2 separate regions of the Mus musculus genome follow, and region 2 is linked to region 1. The links are chromatin contacts, called in public Hi-C maps. All regions are on one chromosome and are shown on one strand. The core of a region is the stretch at or near the end of the contact, and the rest is flanking DNA. Distances in the headings are between cores, read along the strand shown.

What was found. Hi-C and Micro-C count contacts between places; a contact is called where the count stands out from the background.
Region 2: a Hi-C map of bone marrow-derived macrophages shows a contact between it and region 1, with 2.4 times the contacts expected there. A contact is called at or near these places in 4 of 484 Hi-C or Micro-C datasets (CD4 T cells, the N1E-115 cell line, bone marrow-derived macrophages and 1 more) and 4 of 9 other capture datasets (adipose tissue, liver, macrophages and 1 more).

Annotation. Positions count from the first base shown.
Region 1 is chr15:63,950,227-63,955,922 of GRCm38.p6, reverse strand. All of the region lies in intron 4 of Cyrib (CYFIP related Rac1 interactor B), which reads left to right. Among named protein-coding and RNA genes, the nearest start is that of Gsdmc4, 41 kb to the right of the region's middle.
Region 2 is chr15:64,037,789-64,043,484 of GRCm38.p6, reverse strand. All of the region lies in intron 1 of Cyrib (CYFIP related Rac1 interactor B), which reads left to right. Among named protein-coding and RNA genes, the nearest start is that of Gm25628, 15 kb to the right of the region's middle.

The sequences.
Region 1 (5,696 bases), core at 1,228-3,727:
GGCTTTTGGCTGTCAATATTGCTTCAGCTTGTCTGATTGTTAAATTGAGAAAAATGATTTTAAATTGATGTTATAGTGTGAATGTTGCTATTTTAACAGATAATTAGAAAATTGTTAGGAAAGGGTGAAGAGATATTTATAAATCACGTGTTTTGTTATATTTGAACAGATTTTTAAGTACTTTAATTTTAGATTTTTTGATTTTGAAAAGCAAATAACTTGAAAAGAGAGTCATTTGTTTTTTCACGTTCAACTTAGTTTTTATATAGTTCATTCTATTTTATGGCCGTTTCCACAATTTGTCCTTTAAGCCAGGGTAACGATTGATAACATACATACATACATACTTACATGCATGCATATTTTCATTTCGTAGAATAGTACAAAAATCTGTTACAGTCTGGGTGCTGTATGTAGGCTAATAAAGGAGGAAGGCCAAAATCAAGGCCATTAAAATTGTTGAGATTTTAGGGAAAGTGTACCAGATGAACATTAGTTTTCTTGACCCTTCTCAACAATTGGACAGTGCTGTTCTAAGTGCATGTTCAGCATGGATTTTACTCGGCTTGAGGATGTTGAGCAGACTGCTGACTTCAAGAATGTTCTTCAGATGAGGCAACTTACATTAAAGCTGTATTAGTTTATTTGCTCTGTTTGAAACTTGGTCCTCTATATTTTTCCGCTCTTCTGTCTTCTTTTTCCTTTGTCCCAAATGTCTTACATTTGCAGAATCTTGGCTTTGATATAGTCAAGATCTTGTTCAAGACTTGGCACTTGATCTTTTTATAAAGCTAGCATTCTGTGTTGTTAAAGTATGAACCATAATTTAAATGTAGAACTTGGAAAGATTACTAGATCCTGGCTTTCAGGGCTGGGATAGGGGCATTTGCATCATTATCTTCACATATTTAAATACCGAATATAGTGGTAGGGAAAGGTTCTAGTCACATTAACAGAAATAGTCAACAGTGTAAAACTATGTGTGAGCCTTTGAAAGTAAACTTTTAAGAAGTGCTAATATTAAAATATGTGTTTTTCCTTCATTATATTTGTGCACACATGCAGAGGGTTTCAGCTCCCCCTGGAACTGGAGTTTGCAGGTTGTACTGAGCTGCCATGTGGATGCTGGGAATTGAACCTGGGTCCTCTGGAAGAGCAGTAAGTGCTCTTAACCACAGAGTCAACTCTCCAGCTTAAAACATTTTAAATGATACATGTTGCTTTTTGGATGCAATATAGAACTTTTGATTTGCTACTTGCTAGTATACCATAAAAGAGCCCTCAGTGAAGACACACTGTACCAGGCTAGAATTTGATCCTAACTTAGAATTCGGGTGCTGAGGTACGTTTTCTAGTGGGATCTTAATTTTATCTTATACTTTTTTTTTTTTATATTTTTCCTCTTTTTAAAGAAATACCCAGTTTTGAATTTGGGAACTTTATTGTTAAACTTCCATAAAGACCATTAGATAACTCCTCTTTAACTGGTAACTATTATGTACCAGATCTGCCAACTCTTTTTTGCTGTTTTAATACAGCCACTTTATTTGATTAAAGTAGTTAGAGCTATCATATTTTTCTAGATGTGGAATAATATTCAGGCCACCAAAGTAATTTAGAGCTATTATTCTAGTCATCCTTATTGGTTGAACCCAGCTTCGCACACCTTCAGAGTTGAACTATTACAAACATAATTTTGTATATAATCTCTGAGGACACTGGAAAGAAGCAGCCCATTCACAGTGGTGTTAAGACAGATGCCATTCTATGTTTAGCCTTTTGGGCATCAGAATGTATCAAATTATATAATCTCATGCATTTTAAACATAATTTGTGGTACTTAATAATTTATTATATAAATGAAAACTGTTGAAGTCATTATTCCCTTAACCCATACCTCCTTTACAGGTTTACACTTTAGTCCATGTACACTTAGAGCTAGCTTCTTGCATACTAGCCAGTAAGCTAGATAGGCAAAGGCTGTTGTTTCACTGCTGCTGTGGGGACCTTAGCAGTATGAGTAGTATAGAGAGAAGTGAAGAATCATAGACTTACTCTCATTTACATACTTACATTTAGGATGTAGATTAGAAGGTAAGAGTTGCTAGAATTGGGTGTTGGAAGGTGAATTGTAATAACTACTGCTCAGTTAGGAAGGTTACTGTGGAAAGAAGCAGCAACATGCACAGTGGTTTTAAGATGGATACCATTTTGTGCTCAGCAAAACATATTCTTTAAATACAGGAATTTCTCTTAAGTTCTATTAAGATAATAAGTTCAAAATTGTTTCATGGTATTTGGCAGCAGATATACTAATGACAGCGTACTTTAAAATAGCATACTAAAATGGCAGCACTGTATAGCTTCTTCTAAGTCTTTAGAGTTATCCACTGTCAAGGTTGTTAATAGCGCATTCTAATAAGTCTTTAGCAACTGTTATGCCAGCGGTTCACACAATTCTGGTTTGTAGAACAGAAGAGGAACTTGGCTTTATGCCATTTCTCAGCCTAGACGCTTAGTATTTGTTAAACTTGATTTATGTATATTATATCAAAGCAAATCAAAATAGAGTTTTTATAAAAATGGTTATAAGTGAGAAATAGAATTGTCTTTTTCTGCTTGTCTAGAGTGCCTTCCCATTAAGTCATACATTCTTTCTTCCCAAATCTTTTGTGTTGCCTGTCTTCCCTCTTAAAAAAAAAATTAGTACTTACTTTTAAGGCTAACTTTATTTTTTTTTTTTCAGTTAATCTCTTGCACATTTTCAGTACCTTTTGCCTTATTCTAGGGAAAGTCTGCAAGGTGTTGAGCTTATGTTCTGTGCCAGTGGGGTACAGATGCGTTTTGGTTCCTGACTTGATGGAACTTAGGTAGATAGGCTTTAAGTATTTACTGAGTAAATGATCGTAAGGTTGGAGCTGAAAGCTCATATATCACAATTGTAATTTTTATGTTGATCCCTTCTATTTCTCCTTTCATATTTAAAAAAACCCCACTGTCTCCTATTTTAGTGATTATTTTCAGTGATTCTTGGCTAGTATTTTTTAGGAAATTCTTCTTCCTGGTAGGAAGTTGGTATGATATGACTAATATATTTATTTTTGCCTTCAAACATTAAGAGCAATTGGAGCATGTCTTAGTTTCCATTTAATAGAATATACATTTAAGTCTGCTGAGCAGTGAATATGTCTTCCCTCAGTAGATACATTGTTTATATTCAAATGAGTTTGTCAGGCTCTGTGGTTTGTTTTCCTTGGAAAAATAAAGCTATGAAAAATCAAAGTGACAAGTCTTGGTTGCATTATATAGAAAATGCCATTTTTTTTTTTTAAGCAATGCTTTATTTTAGTCTTTTTCTTCCTCCCTAGTATTTCACCCTTTGCATGATTTGCTTTCAGTAAAGCAGTGCTTTCTTGTCTGCTCTTTCTGTCTGTCTTCATTTCTACAGCAGTCTTCAGCAGCTTTCAAAATTATAAATGTGACTTTCCTGTGACAGTCTAAAAGATGTTTGATCAGTGTGGTGCTGGGTGTTTTCCCCTCTTAGGGAAACTCGAATCTTCTCCTTTATTTTAAATTTCTTGGTACTCATTAAACCTTTACTAGTTATTAACTACTTACAAGGTCTCTTTAAATTTCCTGGATAATGTTTCCTTTATGTAAACTCAGTGTCACATTTTTATGTTACTAGCCTAGTGACCACACCCAAAATACATATTTTAGTCTTCAAATGATACAAATGCCTCTGTATATACTGGATAAAAATACTGTCCTTTGTCATGAAATCCCACCTCATAACTTCAAACTATTTGTCTATTGATGTTGTGTCTGTAGTTCCATAATCCATATGAGAAAGAACTGAACTTTCATTTTTGCATGTACAAAGTATTTCTCTATGCTGCATCTGGTGTAAGTATAAAAGTGATGGGTGTGCTTTTTATTTTTTATTTATTTTTTTAAGTGGTGTGCCTAATCATTGCTTTGAAAATATGGTCTGGCTATATATGGAAACAGTACTGCTTTAAAATGACAACCTGATATTTATAAATCTAAACATTTATCTACAATTCAGTATTTGCTCTTAGTAGAACGTTTGTAACTTTGAACACCATCTTTTATATTTCTAGTGGCTACTCTTTTAATTATTGTATTTTTATTTTTAAAGAGTAATTAAGGGAACAAATATCTAAACACATTTTTAAAATTAGCTTTCCACACTAATGCTTTCATACTGTTTCTGTAGTGCTGTCTTCTGTATATTAAATTTAAACTTGAGTACTATAATTGTTCATTTTAAATGTGTTGTGTATTATTGACTAGTTGGCAGATAATAGGGGATACTGAATCATTACTTACACCAAACATAAAATATAGAATTTAAGATGTTTTTACATTTAGTCTCATGTGTGAAATAAAATTTTCTTTTTTAATTTTCAAAGTAAAGGAACAAATAGGTATAAAGCCTAGCAAGCAAGATAAACTGAGTCTGGCCAGAAATACTCTGAATTCATCCTTTAAATTTGGACTATCTCTCTCTCCCCTAAAAATAACATGTTAGCATGGAAGAATCATGCCAGCATAGTTCTTCCTTAAGGCATTATTTTACATACTCTCTACCTTACTTGTAGTATTAAGTGTACTCTAGTTGGACAGACTCATGAAAAACGCTTTGCTTGAACAGTCCACTTTTTTGTCTCAAAATAGAAAGTATATTTAAAAAATTTACCCTTAGAGAAAACAAATGACCATGCTATTGAAAATGAGATTTCTGTTACCTTTTGTCTAGCAGAAAGAAACCCAAATTTTGTCACCTTTCAACATATGTTTTCTAGTTAGCAACACTGGTAGTAAAGATGCCCGTATGTTTTTACCCCAGTATTTATAACTGTAATTATTACTTCGTTTTCTTCCTCCTCGATCCTAGATATGTAAAAAGTCATTTTTCACTTTGTCATTTCAGAATTCCAGCAGTGATCATGCAGCTTAAAGTATCCGTCCTCAGCTGCTCAGGAGTTTTATAGTGGTTTTGTAGTTTGACCTCCTGCATAGGACCCTTGGCCCTCATACTCACCACGAGAGAAGTTTAGTGACAGTGCCATAGGCTTTGTCTTAATAAGCACTTTGTCCTCTCATAACCTCGTATGATTCCAGTTGTTAAGACATTTTTAAAATGTCCCCTAGCAACCTCAGTTATTAAAGCTAAAATGAATTGCATAGGAAAATGAAGTGGCTTTAAACTGTAGATGAGCAAGATACTTTAATAGATAGACTTCATTTCTATTGCATTAAAATAAAAAGTGATGCTTCATTTGTTTGTTAGTGACAGTGAGGCATGCAGTACAAAAATGTGTGTGATTATTAAGCATATCAGACACTGATATGCTTTTTTGTGATCCCAGCATTCAGACTGAGGCAGAAGATTTACAAGTTTAAGGGCAGCCTGGGATACATAATATGTTAAAAGCCAGTGTGTGCTATGTAGTGAGACGATTTTAAAAAAAACAAAACTGTAAGTAGTACCAGTCTAAATTTTAATTAGAATTCTCAGATTGGTTCAATATACCACAATAATTTGTAAATTAAATTAACATTATATAATAGCATTTATTTTTCTCTTGCTTCTTTATAGTTTGTATAAGTTTGAAATTTAGTTTAAATGTGTCTTCTAAAAGTATAAAATTTATATTGAATAAAATCTA
Region 2 (5,696 bases), core at 1,310-3,809, 87 kb before region 1:
GTGTTTATCAACCCTGAATAAACACACATCCCAAACTTTAATTAGGAAGCCTGCAGCAGCCAAAAAGAAAGTTGGCACTGTTTCTCTTCTTGGGTGACTCTTGACAGCGGGGGAGACGAGAGCCCCACCCGTGGTGGGAATTCCGGCTGACTGGAGTGAAGGATGTGCCCTCTGCCTTCTCCACAGGCTGCGTGCCTGTGTCAGCTGAAGCCACATCTTGAGTAATTAATTCACTTGGCAGGTTCCTGACTCTGTCCATTTGCTCAGTATTAATTTTTTTAAAATATTTTTTATTAGGTATTTTCCTCAATTACATTTCCAATGCTATCCCAAAAGTCCCCCATACCCCCCCCACTCCCCTACCCACCCATTCCCACTTTTTGGCCCTGGCGTTCCCCTGTACTGGGGCATATAAAGTTTGCGTGTCCAATGGGCCTCTCTTTCCAGTGATGGCCGACTAGGCCATCTTTTGGTGCATATGCAGCTAGAGTCAAGAGCTCCGGGGTACTGGTTAGTTCATAATGTTGTTGCATCTACAGGGTTGCAGATCCCTTTAGCTCCTTGGTTACTTTCTCTAGCTCCTCCATTGGGAGCCCTGTGATCCATCCAATAGCTGAGTGTGAGCATCCACTTATGTGCAGTATTAATTTTTAAAAGTTTATTTTATTTTTTTCTTTTTGAGACAGGGTTTCTCTGTGTAACCCTGGCTGCCCTGGAACTCACTGTAGACCAGGCTGGTCTTGAACTCAGAGTTGTGCCTGCCTCTGCTTCTTGAGTGCTGGGATCAAAGGTGTGTGCCACCACCTCCTGGCAAGCTTAATTTTTTTTTTTTGTACTATAGTATAGTATGTGTATGTGTATTTGTATAGTATGTGGGAGGGGGCATACATGCCATATAATGTACTCGAAAGACAGAGGATAAGTTTTTGGAGTCAGTTCTTTCCCTCTGCCTTCTAACACCCTGGTCCTGGGATGGCACTCAAGTGCCAGCATCATACAAGTACCTTTACCTGCTGAGCATCTCGGTGGCCCTAACATATATTGCCTGTCAATCACTCTGATCTCTGTGCCTTCCCTACTTGCCTCCTCCTTCCCCTCTATCTCCCCTACACAGGTAATGCATTTTAAAACACTTATTTCATGGTGTGTAGGTGTGTGTTGTGTCTGCACTCTCATGCCTGTGGAGGTGGGAGGACAGCCCATGGGAGTTGGCTTTCTCTACCATGTAGGTTCCAGGGTCAGACTCATGATCCTTCTGCCTCAGTTTCCCAATGCTAGGATAACAAGCATGCCACCAAACCCAGCACCATTTAAAAAAAAATGTGCAGAATATCATGAAAAGCCTTCCAGGGAAGGGATTGGGGTGAATTTATGTCTCTAACAGCAAATTGCTAACAGAAACATCTTGGGCAGGTCCTCTAAGCTGAGACACATTTCCTGTTCTGTAAGCTGAGTGGGAGGGAACAAAAGCCCTGGGGTAGTACCTTCAGAGTCTTCCTGGCCTTTCCTGCTCCGTTTCTGATTCTCAGGATCCCCCCAGGTTACTACTTTCGGCCCTGGGAATACAGCCATGTCTGGTTCAGATGAGTGAGTGTTCCACTCAAATCAGGATGCTTCAGTGGAAAGATGGAGGGCAATGGTAGGGATCTTCTAGCCTGGGGAGGACTGGAGGGCACTAGGTCTAGAGCAAAGGGGAGGACTTCTTAAGGAGGACTTCAAACAAATGGTGTCTGTGGCATCAGGGCTGTGTCATCTGTTCCCAGCTTTATGCAGCCTTAGCAAAGTGCATCAGAGGTCGAGGTAAAGGGAGAGGTAGTGGTTTATAAACAGGAAGATGTGGCGCCATAGCAGTGCAGGTACGAGAACTGTGGAAGCACCTAACGCATGCTGCATCTCATTTCCTGAGGACCAGCCGATGCCAGGGCCACGGTCTGCTCCAGAGCCCCCAGTACACTGGGGTTGGGACACCCTTTACCTCAGGACCCCCTCCCCCACAATCTTTGACACACTGACTGCCCAGGACTTGGCATTTGTAGCCTACCCAGTCATCAACCTTTCCTATGAGTGTCTTCTATGTAGCCACCTCGCCTTGTCCTTGGGACCGTGGTTCTAGGGCTGCTGCTGACTAGGAGTTACGTCATTGGGATGTGAGTGTACAGAAGTGGGATAAGGACTTCTAACTCTGCCAATCAGCAGCCCTGCAAAGGAAACCTTCTCTTAGCTCTCCTGCTGCCACTAAAAGGCTGGAAGTTTGGCATGGTGCCCAGTTCTTCTCTAAAACCCTAGTTTCCAACATGGGAGCCTGATACTCCTGCACCATTTTCAGAATGGAGGAAAGGACGAATGACTGCATGAACTGCATGTAGGTAATGGCAGCTAAGTTCTCCAGGGAGTAGCTGCCCTGGAGGTCGGGAGAGGCTCTTTCTGGAAGTGACCTTTCCATACCACTTGAGGTGTTTTGAAATAGCCAGTACTTCAAATTCTGCTTCATGTTTGGTCTCTGTGGTGAGTGATGGAGAAATACTTCCTGTATGTCAACACTGGGCTCTGGGCGGTGTAGTCACACAGAGGCCTCAGTCTTACTCTCTTTCCCTGTCAGCAGTGACCTGGGGCTCACGGGTCTGTGTTCATTGACTTTAAGTTTGGAGGATTGGGGCAGATCTTAGGCGCTTCCTATATTTGTGGGCATAGAGTGTCTATGTGTGAATCTTGCTGCTTCTCAGCAGGCAGCCAAGGTAGACCAGAACATTTCTTTTCCCAGCAGCCTCTGGGCTGTGAGGCCCTAAGCAGGACTACCTGGAGGTGATCATGGCAAGAGCCCATGGAGGTGCTTCTGTCCTAGGTGACACATGGCGGCCTGGCGGGAGCCTGGCTCTCCCTCTGCTATGTCTCTCTTTCTCATTTTTCAAGTGTATTTCTCCAGCTGGCCTCTGGATCTGAGGGATTCCTCATTACACAGCAAACTCACATACAGAGTTCCATCCAGTGGTCCTGGTTGGCTTCTGCTGTCTGCCTTTGTGTTACTGAGAGGACAAGAGGGCATGTGGGCCATAGTGGAGCTTATTTTGACTGATAGGGTTGCTCCCATGACTGCTGACCCAGACAGGGACCCTCCAAGGGTCTGTCACATGAGCCAGGTGTGGCAAGGATGAAGGGAGTAACCTGGGCAGGTGGATAGATAATGAGAAGGGTCTTTCTGTAGGAGGTCTGTGAACCAGGGAAGGAATGGCAGAGTCAGGCAGAGAAGGCAGGAGCCAAGAATGATGACGTCCATGTTGGGGGCTGCAGACTCTTCCTGCAGTAAAGATAGACTCCGTTTTGGGGCTCTACTGGACACCTGGTCACTGCTGTGCCTGTGGGTGCTCAAGTATCCTTGGGCAATCTGCATTGGAGTAGGTGTGGCTCCTTCTCAGATGCTGGGTCTGATTTGGTCTGTGAGCTTTAGCTGACCCTTGTTCACCCTCACGCCATGCCGAGTGGCTGTTATTCCTTTGACATTATGTACGTCTGATGGAACTCAGGCTAGGCACTGAACATACTCAATAGAAACAGCTGGGGGACGAGAGGCTTCGCTTGGTTTGATGTGAGCCTGGTCCATTTCTCTGCTGTTTTCTCAGCAGTCACCTCTTGTGAGAGCTTCATCTTCAGGCTGCCTACCTCATAGTTATAAAAATAGCTGCAGAAGTTCCAGGCTTCTCAGATCTGTTTCTCTCCCCCATTCTCCTTGGACTGGCTTAGCTCGGGTGTACATCTGAGCCTGGTGAATGAGACTACTTCATGCTGACTGACTTTAGCCTTCCTTAAACTGCTCAGCGGCAGATCAGGACCAAATAGCTCATCAGGGCAGGGGGAGATAACGCCAGTCTCTCCTGATCCTGCATGTGGCAGCCCGCCGGTGGGAGAGGGTGGAACAAGATTGCCCCAGAGAGCACAGAACAGGTTCACAAATTCCAGAAAAAAAATACCAGCTCTGCAGCGATGTGAACATTAGAGGGAGGCACCCACATTCTGTGGCCTGTAAGACAGCAAAGTCACACTTGGCAGTCCATTCACTGAACTACAGTGTGGGGGGCCTGCAGTCAGTAGAACCGGTGGCCCACCAATGATGTGAAAGAGGGATACCGAAGACTCATCAGTGATGCCTTTGTCCTGCTCAATACCTGGAACCAGGAGCAGGCACTTGGGCGAGAGAGACTGTGTTCTCAGTGGGTGGAGTGGATTAAGGAGCCTAGCTGCCAGATACACGAAGACTGCAGCCATGCCCATCCAGAGCAGATTCAATTCCATCTTTCAAGAAAGGAGTGCTTTCTTATAAACTGCCTTGAGTTTGTTTGGAGAGAGATAAACAGTGATAAAGAGCGGTGGATACAGGGCTGGCTACTGTGCCGCTCGGGGGCTCTGGAGCGCTTCCTCCTTCGCAGGGGATGCTTGGAGTCCATACTTCTCGTCTGGGCTGAGCTGGCTGATCTTGCACATGGGGATTTCAGGCTGTGGAAGACCAGGCCTGGTGTCCCTGTCTCTGTTCCTGCATTTCTCACACCATGGGTAGGTATACAGCACTCATGACATAGCATTGACCGAGGAGTGAGTGACACCCAGTCTTGATGGCTTTCTGCTTCTACGCACAAGGGGATGAGAAGGTGGCTCTATCTCAGATCCCCGAGGGACATTTCCTACAGTCAGCTCATTCTTCAGTTTTCATCACATCTTTTGTTTGTAATTGGTTTTGTTTATTTTGGACAGAGGATTTCACCCTGTAATCTTTACTGGGACTTACTATTTAGATTAGATTAGCCTTGAACTCAGAAATCTGCCTGCCCCTGCCTCCCAAGATTAAAGGCGTGCTCCTTCATACCTCCATGCCCTTGACTTCCTATGTATATTCCGGCATGTATGAATGTACTCCATATGCGTCCCTGGTGCTGTCGGAGGCCAGAAGAGGATGTCAGATCCCCTGGAACTGGAGCTATATGTGGTTGTGAGCCTCTATATGGGTTCTGGGAATCGGACCAGCATACTATGAAGAGCATTGAGCCATCTCTCCTGTCCCTCATCAGAGCTTTTAAAAGGACCAGTGAGTTCTCGCTTTCCCTGGACCTAAAGCCCTCAGTAGCTCCCTGTTACCACTAAAACACCAAGCAGACTCCAGGATCCTGTAGCGCAGCCTGCCTTCCTCAGTGCCCAATGCTTCTGCTCTTCCTCCAGTTCTGTAGCTCCTCCCCTTCCTTCTGTGCCAGCCTATCAGCCTCTGCCTGGCATTGTGTGCACCTCGCTCTGCTTCTTTCCCCATTTCCTCCTGTTTCTGATAGGCTTCCTTGCAGGTCACATCTTTTACTTATTTTTAAAGACTGGTTCTTGTGTGTACCTGGCTGGCTTTCAATTCCCTATACACCTGAGAAGGATCTTGATTATCGGGTCCTAGGCCATCTCCTGAGTGACAGCTGTTTATTGAGCACAGGTGGACACTGGGTTACACCTATGGCACTCTGGCTTGTTTTTGTTTTTTAATACAAGGTCTCTCTATGTAGCCCTGGCTATCTAGAAACTTACCATATAGACCAGGTTGGCCTTGAGCTCACAGAGATCCACCTGCCTCTTCCCCCAAAGTGCTGAGAACGAAGGCGTGCACTACCATATCCAAGCATTGTACCTGTTCATTTATGCATGCATATATCTACATGCATTGTATGTATATA